Regions from separate parts of the Triticum aestivum genome. Here region 2 is linked to region 1. Evidence: chromatin contacts called from public Hi-C data. All regions are on one chromosome and are shown on one strand. The core of a region is the stretch at or near the end of the contact, and the rest is flanking DNA. Distances in the headings are between cores, read along the strand shown. Region 1 has its middle 61 kb from the start of LOC123160861. Region 2 holds the start of LOC123155693 (homeobox protein knotted-1-like 11).

What was found. A called contact is a pair of places that touch in the nucleus more often than the background predicts.
Region 2: a Hi-C map of leaf shows a contact between it and region 1, with 6 times the contacts expected there. The contact joins the promoter of LOC123155693 here to the enhancer-like site in region 1. A contact is called at or near these places in 3 of 5 Hi-C or Micro-C datasets (leaf and an unstated tissue) and 1 of 1 datasets of contacts at active chromatin or transcription factors (leaf).

The regions. Positions count from the first base shown.
Region 1 is chr7B:700,486,039-700,493,646 of IWGSC CS RefSeq v2.1, forward strand. No RefSeq gene overlaps it. Among protein-coding and RNA genes, the nearest start is that of LOC123160861, 61 kb to the right of the region's middle. Within about 2 kb of position 3,408, at least 7 of the 8 cell types and tissues checked have an H3K27ac peak or open chromatin away from gene starts, as enhancers often do. A contact at or near this core is called in leaf, where this site is marked.
Region 2 is chr7B:700,678,972-700,686,579 of IWGSC CS RefSeq v2.1, forward strand. LOC123155693 (homeobox protein knotted-1-like 11) reads left to right here and starts at 3,845. Exons shown (of 6, transcript XM_044573845.1): 1 at 3,845-4,321; 2 at 4,965-5,085; 3 at 6,436-6,620; 4 at 6,710-6,841; 5 at 6,950-7,086; 6 at 7,191-7,608. The coding sequence starts at 4,022. The coding sequence ends at 7,194.

The DNA of each region.
Region 1 (7,608 bases), core at 2,158-4,657:
GAGTGTGTCTCTGGCCTCCAACGGTCAATAAGTGTGGTCATCGCCCCGTGGTTGATCGACAGAGCGTGTCGCTTGAACTGAAGCACAAACGGGAGAAGGCCCAATCTCTCAAAGTATGGCTCATACCGCTCGTCGCACGGCCAGTCGTGGGCACTATGACCCCTCATGCGCATAGGTTTTAGTTCCTGCAAAATAGCATTGCATAATGGTTAGTGCCTAGCAAAGCTGATAAGTAATAACCAAGAATTCAAATAGATTCAGTCTTACCCCTAGATTCTCAATGTCCCGCGCACGATGCTCTTTGTCATACCCTTTATGAAGACCATCGTACCAACGTTCACCCGCCATCCTACAAATCAAGCATGAACAAATGAAACATACATAACACTATATAACATCCTACATATCATATATTTGGCATAACAACATCAACATAAATGCATATCTCAATGGCAACATAACAAAACCAATTATCTATATATGACAAAATCTCAATGCACGGGGCAACATATCTCAATGTCAAGATATATATGACAAAATCTCAATGGCAACATATCTCAATGGCAACACAACATAACAAAATCTCAATATAACATCCTAATTATATGACCGTATCTCAATGAGAATCAAGCATACAAAATACACAAATTATTAGATTATCTTTCAAGCAATCATCTATTTAAATCCATATACATAGCAACAAAAATTAAAATGCCCAACCCTACCACAAATGCCTTGTCTTCTCAATCCAACCATATAAACACATGCCTTCTCTTCTAAAGAATACATCATACCCACATGACCAAGCCATGGGCTCCCCTTTCTCAAAAAAGTGCAAAAAAAAACGAATCCTAGGGTTCCAAAAAGTATGAATTAATGCCACAAAAATAAAAGTTTCCAACCAAAAATAATTGGAGGAACCGATGGAGAATACCTCAAGAAACATGGGGGGGGGGGCTCAGATCCGCACCTTTGATGAAGAATATAGCCGATTTGGGGGTGATTTGGGTGAGGGAAGGAGAGAACTAGAGCTTCTGTAAGCGTCGCCACGAGGAGGAAGACGGCTCCTGCGTCTTGGGGTGTGTTGGGCTGCACCCGAGCCGGCTCGGGCCGGTTTACTGATCTCTAGGGGTAAACGCTAAGGGCCATGGCGTTTACCCCTTTGCCACGTCGGACGGTCAACCTGGCGGACCAGGGAGGTGGGTCAGACCTAAACGCCACGGATCGTGATGTCTTCAGTGCAAGCAGAACGCCGGGAATGTTGGCGTCTCGGTTTGGGTCAGATTCGAAAAAAGTTTTAAAAACAGGTTAAATCGTGCTAAACTTCGGCAGATGGGTCAAAACAGTAAAAAAGTCCTCACATGTCCTCCCGTCCCATCCCGACCTTCCGGGCACGCATTGTCGGCACGAGGCACAACACGAACAAGCCGACCGAGCCAATGCTCTATCGTGTAGGGCGGCACATCCTGGCCAGCATGCATGCTGGTTGTTTGCTGGCCGCGTGTGTGGGCCAAATTCACTGTTTTGACCCTTTTCCTTAACTTAAGCACGATCTGACCCTATATGCAAAGTTTTTTGGATCTGACCTTTTTCCTACCGCCATTGTCTATGGCGGTAGGGTAACACACCCTACCGCCAAGGCCTTTGGCGCTAGGACTTACCTGCACCGTCACTTTCATTTTTTGCAGAAAGGACCCTACCGCCGCAGTCGATGACGGTAGGACGTGTAGCCCTACCGCCATAGCCAATGGCGGTAGGGTCCTTTTTGCAAAAAATGAATCTTTTATTGCATGTGTGCCCTTATTATAATTACATGCATGCCCCTACTGCCAAAGACCATGGCGGTAGGGTCCTTTTCACACCGAACGGGCGTGACGGTGTAAGTAAGTCCTACCGCCAAAGGCCTTGGCGGTAGGATGTGCTACCCTACCGCCAAAGACAATGGCGGTAGAAAAAGGGTCAGATCCGAAAAAAAGTTGCACATAGGGTCAAATCGTGCTTAAGTTAAGGAAAAGGGTCAAAACAGTGAATTTGGCCGCGTGTGTGCTGGCCGTGTGCGTGCATGACGCGGCATGGGCGTGGCGCGGCCTTGACTTCCGACACGCGGTCGCCGCCTGAGCTCGTGAGCACGCCGCCTGCTCGCCTCCACTTAGAGCATCTCCAACAGCCGCGCTTCGCGCCGCGCAAAAAACCTGTTTGCCGCGCGCACTTCAGCTGGTTTAGCGCGGCAGCCAGCGCTGGCTCCAGCAGCCGCGCTATAAAGCAGCGCGCGCGACGCTCCAGCAGCGCGTAAAAATACAGCGCGCACGACTCGCCGGGCATTTTAACATATAGGCATTTTGAACACAAAATGAGTTTGAAACATTCATCAAAATGCAATGAACATGTGAAATTTGACACAAACAAGTTGATTCATAAAAGTTCATGCCCACAAGTTCAAAATCATGCCCACAAGTTCATCCAAGTCAAAATCATGCCCACAAGTCCGCCGCCTTGTTCTTCTTCGCGGATGTTTTGCCCTTCTTCGGCCGTGCCGCATTGGGGAGTTTCGACGGTGCGGCGGCGGCACGGGACGGCGCCGGCGCGACGCCACCCATCGCCGTGGTCATCCGCGGCGGCAAAAAAAGGCTGCACGCGAGGCCGACGCTCGGCGGAGCTCCGGCGGTGGCGACGCCAACGCTCCCCGCGCTAGGGTTTCCGGCGGCGGCGGGGGTCGCGGCTATACAACGGGGTGAGCGGGGTGCCGGTGTGCGTGTCCATGGGTGGCAGGGCGCCGGCGCGCGCGGGGCGTAGGAGGAGGAGAGGAGAGAGTGCGGCGCGAGCGCTCGAGTGTGCCGCGTGTGGAAGCGGGCGCCCCAAATACACCGCGCGGGATAGTGCTTTTGACTGCGCGCCCAACTCGTTATAGTGCGCGCGCGTTTTTTGCGCGCCCGCTGAAGCCACCCGCCGCGTCGCGCACGCTAAAACGGCCTAGTTTGCGGCGCGACGCTAGTTTAGCGCGGCTGTTGGAGATGCTCTTACAGCGAGTTGTTGACTCGCCGGTGTGGGTGCACATAGCATGTCCGATGAAATTTTACGTGCAGACAGAGAAAGTGGGTTAAAAGTAGGGATTGCAGTTGTTTTGCGGTAGAGAAAAAAAAACGAAGGTCAAGGCGGTCACGTTCGGACACCGCGTGCACGAATGTTTGAGGTTCGAAATTAGTCCATCCTTTGCTCTCGTATGCCCTGCATCGTCATGTACAAAACCCAATTCGATGCAGCCGCATCCCACGGGCCCGTAGGAACAAACCAACAAACCCGTGGCGCCAAAAACGAGGACGCACTGACTGCCGCATACCACACGCGTGTCGAGCCCCGAGTGGCCGCCGTGTCGCCTCCTCCGGGCCCCATCGCCGGCGGTCCCCGCTCCGCCTCGCATGGTCCGCCCAGCGTCCCCCGTCGCTGTCCGGGCCGGTCGGTCACGCGCACGCACCCGGGCCGGAGGGAGGGAGAAAAAGATGAACATCACGTCTCCCAGTCGCATCCATCCATCCGTCACGCTTGACCTTCCGCAACCAGCCGGCTGCCACTTTGAACCCCCTCCACAATCGGCCACAAGTGGATAATGGGCGCGGGATCCGCCCCAACTTGTTCCGGAAAGGAAACAGCGACCGGCAGCGACGATTGCGCACGCGCGCACGGCACCCCTCCCCGTTTCCTTGACCTTTCTCCACACGATATCGCCGTCGCCATGAGATTGTGACAAATCATGTGTGCCGTGATCGCCATTTTTTAGGTGGATATTTTATGATTTTATGGCCCAACCGTGCCGTGCAATCCAATTATCTATGCTTGTTTATGAGTGGCACCGGTCAGTGTGAAGATCAGGTCACAGAGAAAACACAACGAGAAGGAGACACTATATTAATATATTATATTATACTAAATCGACAACCATTAATATGGATAGGAGGAAATACGGATCGGATGGGATACTTCAATTTGCACGAGAACGACACGCCTGGTCCACAACACTCCACCGAGGCCGTCGTCAGCACGATACGGCTTTGCTTTCGTTGATTTAATTAAAATTATGGGCCGGCTCAACATCAACTTTTCATACTACTTGAAACTTTCTTTTGTATATATAAATAGATGTTGTTGACAAGTACCAACACTCCACATAGTACTAGTATGATTTCATTTTCCTCCCATAAACTAGGAGCATCGTATTGATCACCTGGTGCGTAACCAAACGATGCCATTGGACGGGACGCATACACTCAACTTCAATTCAACACACAATGCCAATATATAAACGTTAGGTTCGGGAAGAAGACCGTAATATCCAAACTGAACCTTAGGCTCGCGTTTTGTCGTGTTTTTCTTTTTAATTTTAACAGATCTAGAGCATAATTGGTTTGATGTCAAAAGTGTTTTGGCTAGAGATTGGTTGCTTGCTAATTTCATTGCCAAACTCATAAAAAATTGCCAAATGTTGGTAGCTTCTGATTTTGCCAAATGTTGGCTTGCCAAATGTTGGTAGCAAACCAATTATGCTCCCACTACTTCTTTTATCCTAGTTAATAAGAGGGTGTTTCGTTACAGGGACTAGACTAGAAAAAGTTACTTTTAGTCCTTATGTAACCAAACAGGAGGGACTTTTTTTACAGGGACTAGAAAAAGACTCTACTGAAGGGTCTTTTTTCTTTAGTCCCTGGCCCACCAAAAAAGTCTAGTCCCTTGCAAGCAAACACCCCCTAAGATGGCTCTTGAGTTAAGAAGAATTGAACTGGTGCATCGATATTTACTATTATGTTCTTTTTCCTCGACAATTTATTGACACATGCTTTGCCAAGAGGGTGGCACCAAAGGTCATTCCTGCCTCGACGGAGTTCATTCCTCTCTGTTAGTATCAAACAACTAGATCATGGCATGCAAGCCTTAAGTGTACCATTAGATTTCCCGGATCATAAATAATTCCATTATAATAGGAGTGAAATTCGCCTACTTTACCCTGATGAAGTTCCAACCCATTTAAAAATCCTTCAAAGTTACCCCCATTGAGTATTTGTTTTTGTTTTTTCACCTTGGTTAACATTTGAAATTGTTCTGCTAGGCAGAGCATCTCATCAGGCCGAAGTGGCGATGCCACATCCGACACGACTTTCTTTTGGATATCTCCTAGTCAAAAGGGGTGGTTTCACCATTCTTGTCATGAGAAAAAAACACTCCCCTCTCACTGGGGTTAGTTCCTCTCGCTGCCACTGGATGGCACTGAGACTCTTCCTCCCCCCGTCATTTCCTCCTGATCTGCATCCACTCGGGCCAATTCAGGGGTGACCATGCATTACTACTCGGCCTTGGAGGATTGCTATTATGGTCCAGACAAAGCCCATAATGTCTCACGGTCACACATGGAATATACCCAACTCTGAACTCATACGGTCCCATTGATACTTGGGTGGCATTCCCCACCAAAGAGTACACTCTGATGTCCCAATTAAAGCCAGTCCACCCTGATCGATTCATTAATTAGGTGGTAATTAACTAGTCAACCATATAGTAACCTTTTGAATGTTGATCCCAATCCATGATATAGCAGCTAAGCAATTACTTGTTGGTTACAAGGTCAGGGTGAAATGGACCTGCATTTCTTCTACTGGGTTCTGTCAAGCACAAAGTAAACTCGTATAGGGATTCCTAGTTGAAAACAACTACAATGCATGAAAAACATATGTTATCATCAAAGGTACCACTTGCCTGGTATTGATGATTCTTCACTCTCACGATCTTGATCAAGTTACTCTTTGTTGCCCGTATAATCTAGATTAAGTAAAGAGCAATCATAAACAACAAATATACAATGCAATCAAACATACAACAAGTGTTGTGCATGGTGTCAGTGTCATTGTGCTATTAGATCATGTGTCAGAGTTAACTCATAAGAGTTTGCTAAACAACATAGTGGTTGTTAATTGGAATACATGTGACGTAAGGGTTCGCATGCAAGTTTTCAAATACGGGTTCTTCACATAAGGAGTATGTGATGTCAAGTTGTGGTTGCCAGATTCTGCAAAAGGAATCTTGCAACTTGAGTCATGGTCTATGTATCTTGCACATCCAAATTCATGTTCAAGATTGAAATTCAAACTTGTTGACCTTTCACGAGTTTGAATGTACTAAGTGTTTGAAAATAATAACTTGGTCTAGCTTCCAATTCAATTTGGATTTGAGTTGGGGTTCATCTTATTTGAACTCAAATTAAGTTTAGATTTGCATTAAAGATTTGAATCCCTAAAGTTAAGTAATAATTCAAACTGATTCTAAAGTTTATTTATAGTTTTATCAAGTTTGAACTAAAGTCAACTATAAGTTCAAGATGATCTACTATGTGTAAATTATTTTCAAACTTTATTTAAGTTTGAGCTAAATTCAATTTAATTTTAACTTCCTAAAGTCAATTATCACTCCAAAATATTCACTCGGTTCAATTAATTTACTAAGTCAAATTACAAAAGTTTGTTCAAATTAAACCCAGGGTTTCAAGTTTATAACCGATATAGTTTGAATTTAATTCAAATATTATTTGAATTTTTATAAAGTCAAATAATTATCCAATTTTTTACTAAAGTTTATTTTGATTTTCTAAAACATATTGCAAATGGTTTATTCTATTTAGGTCTTCTATTTCTAAGTTAACCTAAATAGGTTTAAATTTCATTTGAATTCTAGCTCCTACTGAATTCTCTCTAAAATCAATTTTTTAATTATTCATATTTGAACTAAACTAATCTTGGTTGAAACTATATTTCACTAGGTTCATTCTACAAAAAGAATCAATTTATTTGTAATTCTAAATTGCAAATTATGCCCCAATTAATTTCTAAATCTTTTAAATTTGAATTTTTAAACTATTCAAAATTCAAAATTTTATTAGTTAGGTAAAAGTGCATTTCCAAAGGGTCATTTTGCAGAAAGTTTCACTCAATTTTGATCTACAAATAAAACGTTGTGAATGTTTGAAGTTTTTTTTTGAAGATAAACGTTGTGAATGTTTGAAGTTCCAGGGGTTTTCTGCAAAACTGCCAATTAGTTCAATTAAACAGAAAATGTTCTCGATAATGTTTCGGATAAGGCTGTACACATGGCGGCTTCTAGTTGGGTGATATTGTTTCGAGTTTAAGTGAGTGTGTGTTCACCGTTGATCTAAAATGGACAACCAAGATTTGATCATAGGGCTAGGGTTTCAGAGCTCACTGTAGTTTACTCGCTAGAAAACACGAGGGCGGCGGCGGACGGCGACGCTGCGCTTGGGAGTTGCCGAACTTGGCATTCCACATGTCTGTAGGGACGACGAGGGGCTCGGGTTGATGCGGAATACGATGGTGGGTGATAAACCACAAGTATATGGGATCGTTTGTAGCCTTTTCCGATAAGTAGGAGTGTCGAACCCAACGAGGAGCTAAAGGTAGGATTTATATTTTCTTCAAGTTCTATCAACCATCGATACAACTCTACGCACATCAACATTTGCTTTACCTAGAAATAAACAATTAACTACTTTGTGTGTGTAATGGGATAAGTTTGCAAGATAACAAAGAATGTGAAAATAAAAGTTAGGTGTTG
Region 2 (7,608 bases), core at 2,595-5,094, 190 kb after region 1:
ACATGATGAAAGTGACTACATGAAATTCCCATGTACCCTCAAGAACACCTTGCTTATCATAAGAGATTGTTTTGGCCTGTCCTTTGCCTCAAAAGGATTGGGCTACCTTGCTGCAATTTTGTTACCGTTACCGTTACTTGTCCATTACAAATTACCTTGCTATCAAACTACTCATTACTTATAATTTCAGTGCTTGCAGAGAATACCTTGCTGAAAACTACTTGTCATTTCCTTCTACTCCTTGTTGGGTTTGACACTCTTACTTATAGAAAGGACTACGATTGATCCCCTATACTTGTGGGTCATCACCGTACACGGGACCCCAGAGGTTTGGGTGACTCGGATGGCGTGCCGGCGGTGCGGCTTGGACGGCACATCGGCGGCCTTTGAGCACCTCGACTAGGAGAAGCTGACGAGAGAGGAGCTGGGAGGGGAAGCATGGCGGAGATCAGGGAAGTCAATGGTAGCAGGAGATAGGAGGAAGGCATGGGAGAAGTGGTAGGGGAGGCGGCCGGCGGCTGTGGGGTAGGGGAGAGAGAAGAGAGGGATATGGATTGTGTGCCACCCGTTGGATCTCGGGAAATCGAACGATTGGGAGCTCGATCTGTGGGCGGGTTGATTTGACCAATCAGAATGCATACTTCTCCTCACGTAGGATCGCTCTCTGCTCCACCCAGCATGCCACGTCAGCATGAGCCATCTATGATGGTCCAGCTGGTCGATCCATGACGTTTTTGGTGATGGTTCCTCTATGGCCGTCATAAAGGGGCTACCGTTCCGCGGGCCAGTCTTTTTTTGCTGAATCATGACGATTTCTGTGACGAACTAGAGAACGTCACCAAAAATCCGTCATGAATTAACAGGTTTCTTGTAGTGTGTAGCACAGAACGACAACGCCATCGAGTATGAAGAGTTGTATTCCAACTCTAATTGTGGAGCTAAAGAGGACGGACTAGCGAGTTTATCCTGAACAAGCAAGACCACAATGATGGGGCGTTAGGCTCCCAGACTATACCACCAAGCCAGCCCGAAGACGACATGAACATCTCCTCCCACTGAGATTGACATCTTGAGATTTACAAATTCATCATATATGCCTTCGTAGTCCACGGAAACGTCTCCTCTCACTAAATGAACATCGCCAGAAGCCTGGAATAAATCAAGAAAAGTGCGAGCACCAGTGCCAAGTCTAGGACTTGAACCCTGGTGGGCTGGTTCCACCATAAGGAATCTAATCATTTAAGTTAGGCTCAGTTCGCTATTAAGGGCCTATCTGACTAAGAGGATTTTCATAGGAATAGTGGAGGCTACAAATCCTTAAGGGTCTCTTTGATTCAAAGGATTTTCATAGGATCTTTGAAGGATTAGAACCCTTAGGAATTTTTCCTACATTGATCGTTTGATTCGTAGGATTGAATCATGTAGGATTTTTTTCCTAAGGATTCATTTGTACTACATTTTACAGGAATTCTAACGTCAAATCCAACCTCTTGGAAGAAATCCTTTGTTTTCCCCGTGACACAATCAAACAAACTCAAATCCCATAGGGATCCAATGGACATGCCATTCCAATCCTACGATTTCCCTATTCCTGTGTTTTTGCAATCCTATGAATCAAAGAGGCCCTAAGAGTTTGTTCTATGTTGGTTCTTTGGTTCATACGATTGAACCCTATAGAAATTTTTCCTAAGAAATCCAGTACACTGCATTTCAAAGGAAAAACTACAGCCACTCTAACCTCATGCAAATAATCTTTGATTTTTATATGATGCAATCAAACACACTTAGGTGGGAACAACATCGTATACTATCTGGGTGAACATGCATGGCACTGATATCATAGGTTTTTTTTTGTTCTCATGTTGTGCCAATCTATCTATAAAGAAGGACTTAGAGCAACTCTAGCAGACCCCGGATCCCGCCCCAACCCATAAAATAACCGCCAAAATGCGGGTCGGGGCCGAAAAAGCATCCCGATCAGAACTCGCATCCCGCCCCGGCCCGCAAAAAGTTTTGCGGGGCACGGCAAATTCTCCGCCCCAACCAGGGAAAACGAGCCCCCCCCCCCGCGGCTACGGTGCCCTGCATATAAGCGGAAGCGGTTGGTGGGGGGCATTTCATCCCGCGCTTTCTCCCACTAACCACCTCTCCTCCCCCCTCGGGCCGCTACCGGTCGCCGCCCAAGATTCCGGTGAGAGCAGCCGGCAGGAGCACGCCAGAAGGCCTCCACGCGCATGAGGCCTCCCTTCCCTTCCTCCCTGCGTCGGTGGACCGCCGGATTTGCAGATATGCGGTGCTTCATCGCCGACCACCGGATTTGGCTTTTTACCGGCCGCCAGTTGCTGCCCCAGGCGATGGAGTGGTCGGGGAGCCTCTCCCGCAGCCCAGGAAAGGGCACATCACCACATGCAGGCGCGGGTTCGTCCGCCCGCCGCCGCCGAAGGTTTGCGGGCATGGACTCGTCCGGCCGTCCGCCGGGCTCAGTGCTCACGCAGCGTCTTTGTGGCCTACCGATGCCGCTCATACAGTGCGACGACTGCCCGCGCCAAGTGCTGCGGCTCACTTCGGGCACGCCGAAGCACACCGGATGGGTGTTCTACAAATGCGAAAACGACGGGGTACGTGCACTTGCGGTAGCTCATTCCATAGCTCATTCTTAAGTTCAAGCACCGTAGCTCACTTCGAGATTGCTCAATCTTTTGTGTAGGACGATGGATGCTCATTTTGGTTTTGGGAAGGCCAATACATTGATTTGTTGATAGAAAGAAACTTAATAAATGTTAGTGCACTCCTTAGTACAATCGAAGGCAACGACGCGGCTGCATGTGCAACTAGAGGGGAAGCAACGTCGACTTCTTCGAAGCCAAAGATGAAGAATGAAGAAAGCATCAACAATGAACAAAACAAGATCAAGAATCCACAGATCAACAATGAGTGCATGGAGAAGATATTGCTTCAACTAGTGGAAGCAGTTATGGAAGTTGGAAATCTTCTGAAATGCATTCTTGTGGTTCTTGTTTTTTTTGGTTTTACTATTCTAGCCAAGATTTGATGATATATTTTGTATCTAAAGTTGTTGCAAAAGCAAATAAAAGCATTATGATAGATCAATCTAAGTTTTACGGGTCGGGACGAGCTGTGTCAGATCAGAACATGCATAAGCCGGCCCGTAAAAAAAGTATATTCCGCGAATATGTTCTTTTATGGGTCCATTATGCGGGGTCTGCATCCGTGCCAGCCCGCGCCGGCCCCCAAAAATTGTTTTGCGCGAACTGCAAATAAGTTATACGGGTCGGCGGGATGCAGGGTCTGCTAGAGTTGCTCTTAGAGGCCAAAACACACAATGGGACAATGGTGCACATGCATCCGAATTGCAAAGGAAAAAGAAAAAATGGTCAAATATTTTTTGGAACTTCTTCGGAACACGCATTGTCCAGTGTATTACCCGCGTGTAAAGTTCCGCAACAAAACGACTCTCGTGGTGTTATGAACGGATAAAAATAAAACCGACACTATATTAAGCTTGCTATTGGTAACAATTTGCAAAATAAAAGGTTTGTAATTGTAATTTTGTCTTTTCCGCCAACAATGGCACACTTGTCCCGAACTTTACACATGAGTGATACACTAGACAACGCTTGTTCCGATAAAATTACAATTTACTAAAGGAATGAAATAAATCTGGAGTAATTTTCGTCCGTATTTATTGGTGTTACTCCAGATTTATTTTTCTTATAATTTTCGTCAGACGAGGTAAAAGCTCCCTGTAGCGACTGTCGTACGAAGCACGTGGAAACGCGAATACATATGGCTGTGGTTCCTCCTCCGCGGTCCCCTCTGCCGCTGCACCGCTCCGCCTGCTCTGCCTGCCCGCCTGACTGCTACTGCTGCCGCCCTACACCTACACCTACACCTACACCCATCCGCCCGTCCTCCCCCACTTGACCCGGTGGTACCACTCGCCTCGTCTCGGAGCTCCCGCCTCGCCTCTCCTGCGCGCGCGGCGAGGGTACGGCCGGCCATGGCGTACCAGTACCACCACCAGGACCACGCGCTGGGGATGGACCCGGCGGCGGCGGCGGGGAACCCCGGCGGCGGCTTCGCGCCAGGCCTAGGCGCGGGCGGGTGGGAGAGGGAGAAGGCGGCCATCGAGGCGCACCCGCTGTACGAGCGGCTGCTGGAGGCGCACGTCGCCTGCCTCCGCGTCGCCACCCCCGTCGACCAGCTCCCCCGCATCGACGCGCAGGTCGCCGCGCGCGCCCCGCCGCCCGTGCCCCCCGCCGCCGCGCCCGCCGGCGGCGAGGAGCTCGACCTCTTCATGGTGAGCTGCTACCACCACCAGGCCTCCTCGCCTCACGCTCACGCCGCGTACGGACGCCCCGCGCCGGCTGGGCCGGGCTGCCCCGCGCGTGCTCTATGTTATGTGTAGTAGATTGACGCGGCGTGCGTGCGTGTGTGGTTCGAAAATTTGGGGATTGGATGGGATTTGGCGATGAAATTGCCCCGCTCGTGTTGGGACTGGGATTGGGATTTCAAACAGGCTAAGCCAGGTTACCTTTTTCTTCCAACGCACACAACATGTTTGATTGGTTGCGCACGAGCTCACATGGGATTATTAGCACTCGCTAACCTCCGCCGGTGGATTTGGTTAAAGTTAGCTTCTTCAACTATGAGTATTATGCTAGTTCATCCCTTGATTGCTACCCATCCCACCTCCAAATAATTTACTGCGTGCTCTAGGCTCTAGCTGTGAGCAACTTTGTTTCCTCAACCACAAGCGCCTCACCTCTGCGATAGAGACAAAAACAAACCCCAAAAAACAACTACAAGTGTCCCTTTGCTAGGCAAGCAGGGGCTCCTTCCTTTGCCTGGAAATGGCAATTCTCCTTGTGTAAAGGTTATTATCGACCACCTGCCTTTTTCTCTATATATGTGTTCTAAAGGTTCTGTTTTCCTTGTTGCAGACACACTATGTGCTGCTCCTCTGTTCCTTCAAGGAACAGCTCCAGCAGCATGTGCGCGTCCACGCCATGGAGGCGGTGATGGCCTGCTGGGAGCTCGAGCAAACTCTGCAGAGTCTTACAGGTACCATACATCATCTTAACTTCATCAGTTCAGCAGCAAGATATGTGCTTCTTAAATTCTCTAGGAAGAGGGTTTTACAATCTCTACACTACATGCTTATTAAGAGGTTGATAGTCACAGTAAGTACCATGCTACATGAGGGGCGCCGTTTCATAGGATCTCAACCACAGGGGAATTCTTTTTTAAAAGAAGGGATCCATTGCTTCTGCTCTCTGCATCCAGCGAGTACAAACATAACACAAATACTACCTCTGTACCAGAATATAAGAACTGCAAAAACGTCTTATATTTTGTTTTTCAACTCAACTAGAAAGAGCTCAATGACTGGCCATTTTCCTGTATTATTGCGCGTCGTGACAGAAAATATAGGTCATAATTCACACCCTTGTAGGTCCTATGAGATACTAGGTCCACCTTTATAGTAGTACCGGTTCCTTCTTATATATTATTATTAGTTACAAGAGTTGCAGACTTTGAGCTGTTGGACCTGGCTTCAAAGCTGTACCTTTTGAGATTTCAGTTCGGTGTATGTGGCAGTTATTCATGAACCTTGTGTTGCACCAACCATGCAACTGAACTGACAGTACCTTGCGTTCATAATCTTAGCTAAGCTGTCCTGATAAAGTCTCTCTTAATATGTCTACTGCAATTAGCTTCCACACGGAACAGTCACGGACTATATAATCGGGAACCATCACACAAGGGTTACCCTTTCAGATACTTTATGTTGCTTGTCAAAATGACATATAATCCATATAGGAAAAGAAGCCCCTTGCGTAGTGCAAAAAAAGTGTTGCATATTGAATAATGCTTCATCGTCAAAATGAACTGACATGGCTACAAAATTTCTAGTGGAATTGTACTTTACTTGAATTTAATTCATGGATATTGATTGTCTGCATATAGTACTGTTTTTAGTTCCTTTTGCTACGTCACATTTTCCACCATTCTGCCTATAGGCATCACGAGGCACACACCTATGAGAAAACCATGCCAATATCCAGTCACACTGGAAACTGGTGTCGCTGTGAAAACCAAAGGGAGTGATTTTTTTTTTTTTGTTGACAATAGAACTTTGCATAATCTGTTTGTATGTGTAATCATCAATCAGTTTACGATGAGAGGCATATGCTTGAACATGGAAGTTTGCCTTCAGATAATAATGAGAATTGTGTCAGAAAAAAAAATAGAGCAAGATTAAGCCTGGATAGGCTTAGTTATATATTGTACTGAAAAAAAAAACTAGAGCAAGAATAAGTACCTGCCAAGGCAAGACGCAATATAAATATGACCAGGATAAGTTGGAGATTGGCCAGTTCTGAGTTTTGCTAATATCGATTCTTCCTATAGGGGCATCTCCTGGTGAAGGCACCGGGGCAACTATGTCCGATGACGAAGACAATCCGGTCGACAGTGAGAGCAACATGTTTGACGGGAACGATGTGTCAGATGGCATGGGCTTCGGAATGCTAACCGAGGGTGAGAGATCCTTGGTCGAGCGCGTGAGGCAAGAGCTGAAGCATGAGCTTAAACAGGTAAAACTCGCTGCCTTCCATTCTGTCAGCTGCCACTATGTTGGTGTCCAAACTGAACTGTAAACAAAATTATTTTCCTGACTTTGCAGGGGTATAGAGAAAAGCTTGTGGACATCAGGGAGGAGATACTGCGGAAGCGAAGAGCCGGAAAGCTCCCAGGGGACACGGCGTCTACCCTGAAAGCTTGGTGGCAAGCCCACGCCAAATGGCCGTACCCAACTGTATGTGACAGACATCCCGCATATACCGTCATCGCCAGCAACTTTGTCACCATTTTACATGCAATTCTTGTTGTGCTACTGATGAGCATCGCTGGTGGGTATTGCTAGGAGGAGGACAAGGCGCGGCTGGTGCAGGAGACGGGGCTGCAGCTGAAGCAGATCAACAACTGGTTCATCAACCAGCGCAAGCGGAACTGGCACAGCAACCCTACCTCGTCCTCGTCAGACAAGAGCAAGAGAAAAAGGTACGGCGATCGGCCCAAAAACAATCCTTTCATCACATGCTTGAAATCGCTCAGGTTTTCATTCCCTCTCTTTCATTCTCAAAAAAAAAAAAGGAACAATGCAGGTGAGGGCAACGCCGAGCAGTCCTGGTAGGGCGGGTGCGGTCGGTCGGAGAGCGAAGAACGAAGAACGAATGCCCCCATATATGTACATAGCGCTTCCATCTTGGAGAAGGCTTTGATACTGCTATTTATTGCTCGGGAGACGACGTCGGCCGCTATTCGCGCGCGGCGTCTCCCCGAGGACCCAACCATCTGTGTTCCCCAAAAAGAAAAAAAAAACATGGTAGTAGTAATGTAATGCTGTAATGGAATTACCCGAGATGTGTACTAGCTGTTTTGTGGCGCGCCGCGGCGTCGCTGTGAGCGAGTGTGTACGGGCTGTTCCGTGGTGTGTGTGTCTGTGGATGATTGTGTGTTGCGTTGCCGTGGGACTGGTGCAAGTGTCGTGTGATGTGGTATGTGTTGTGTGTGGGTGGGTGC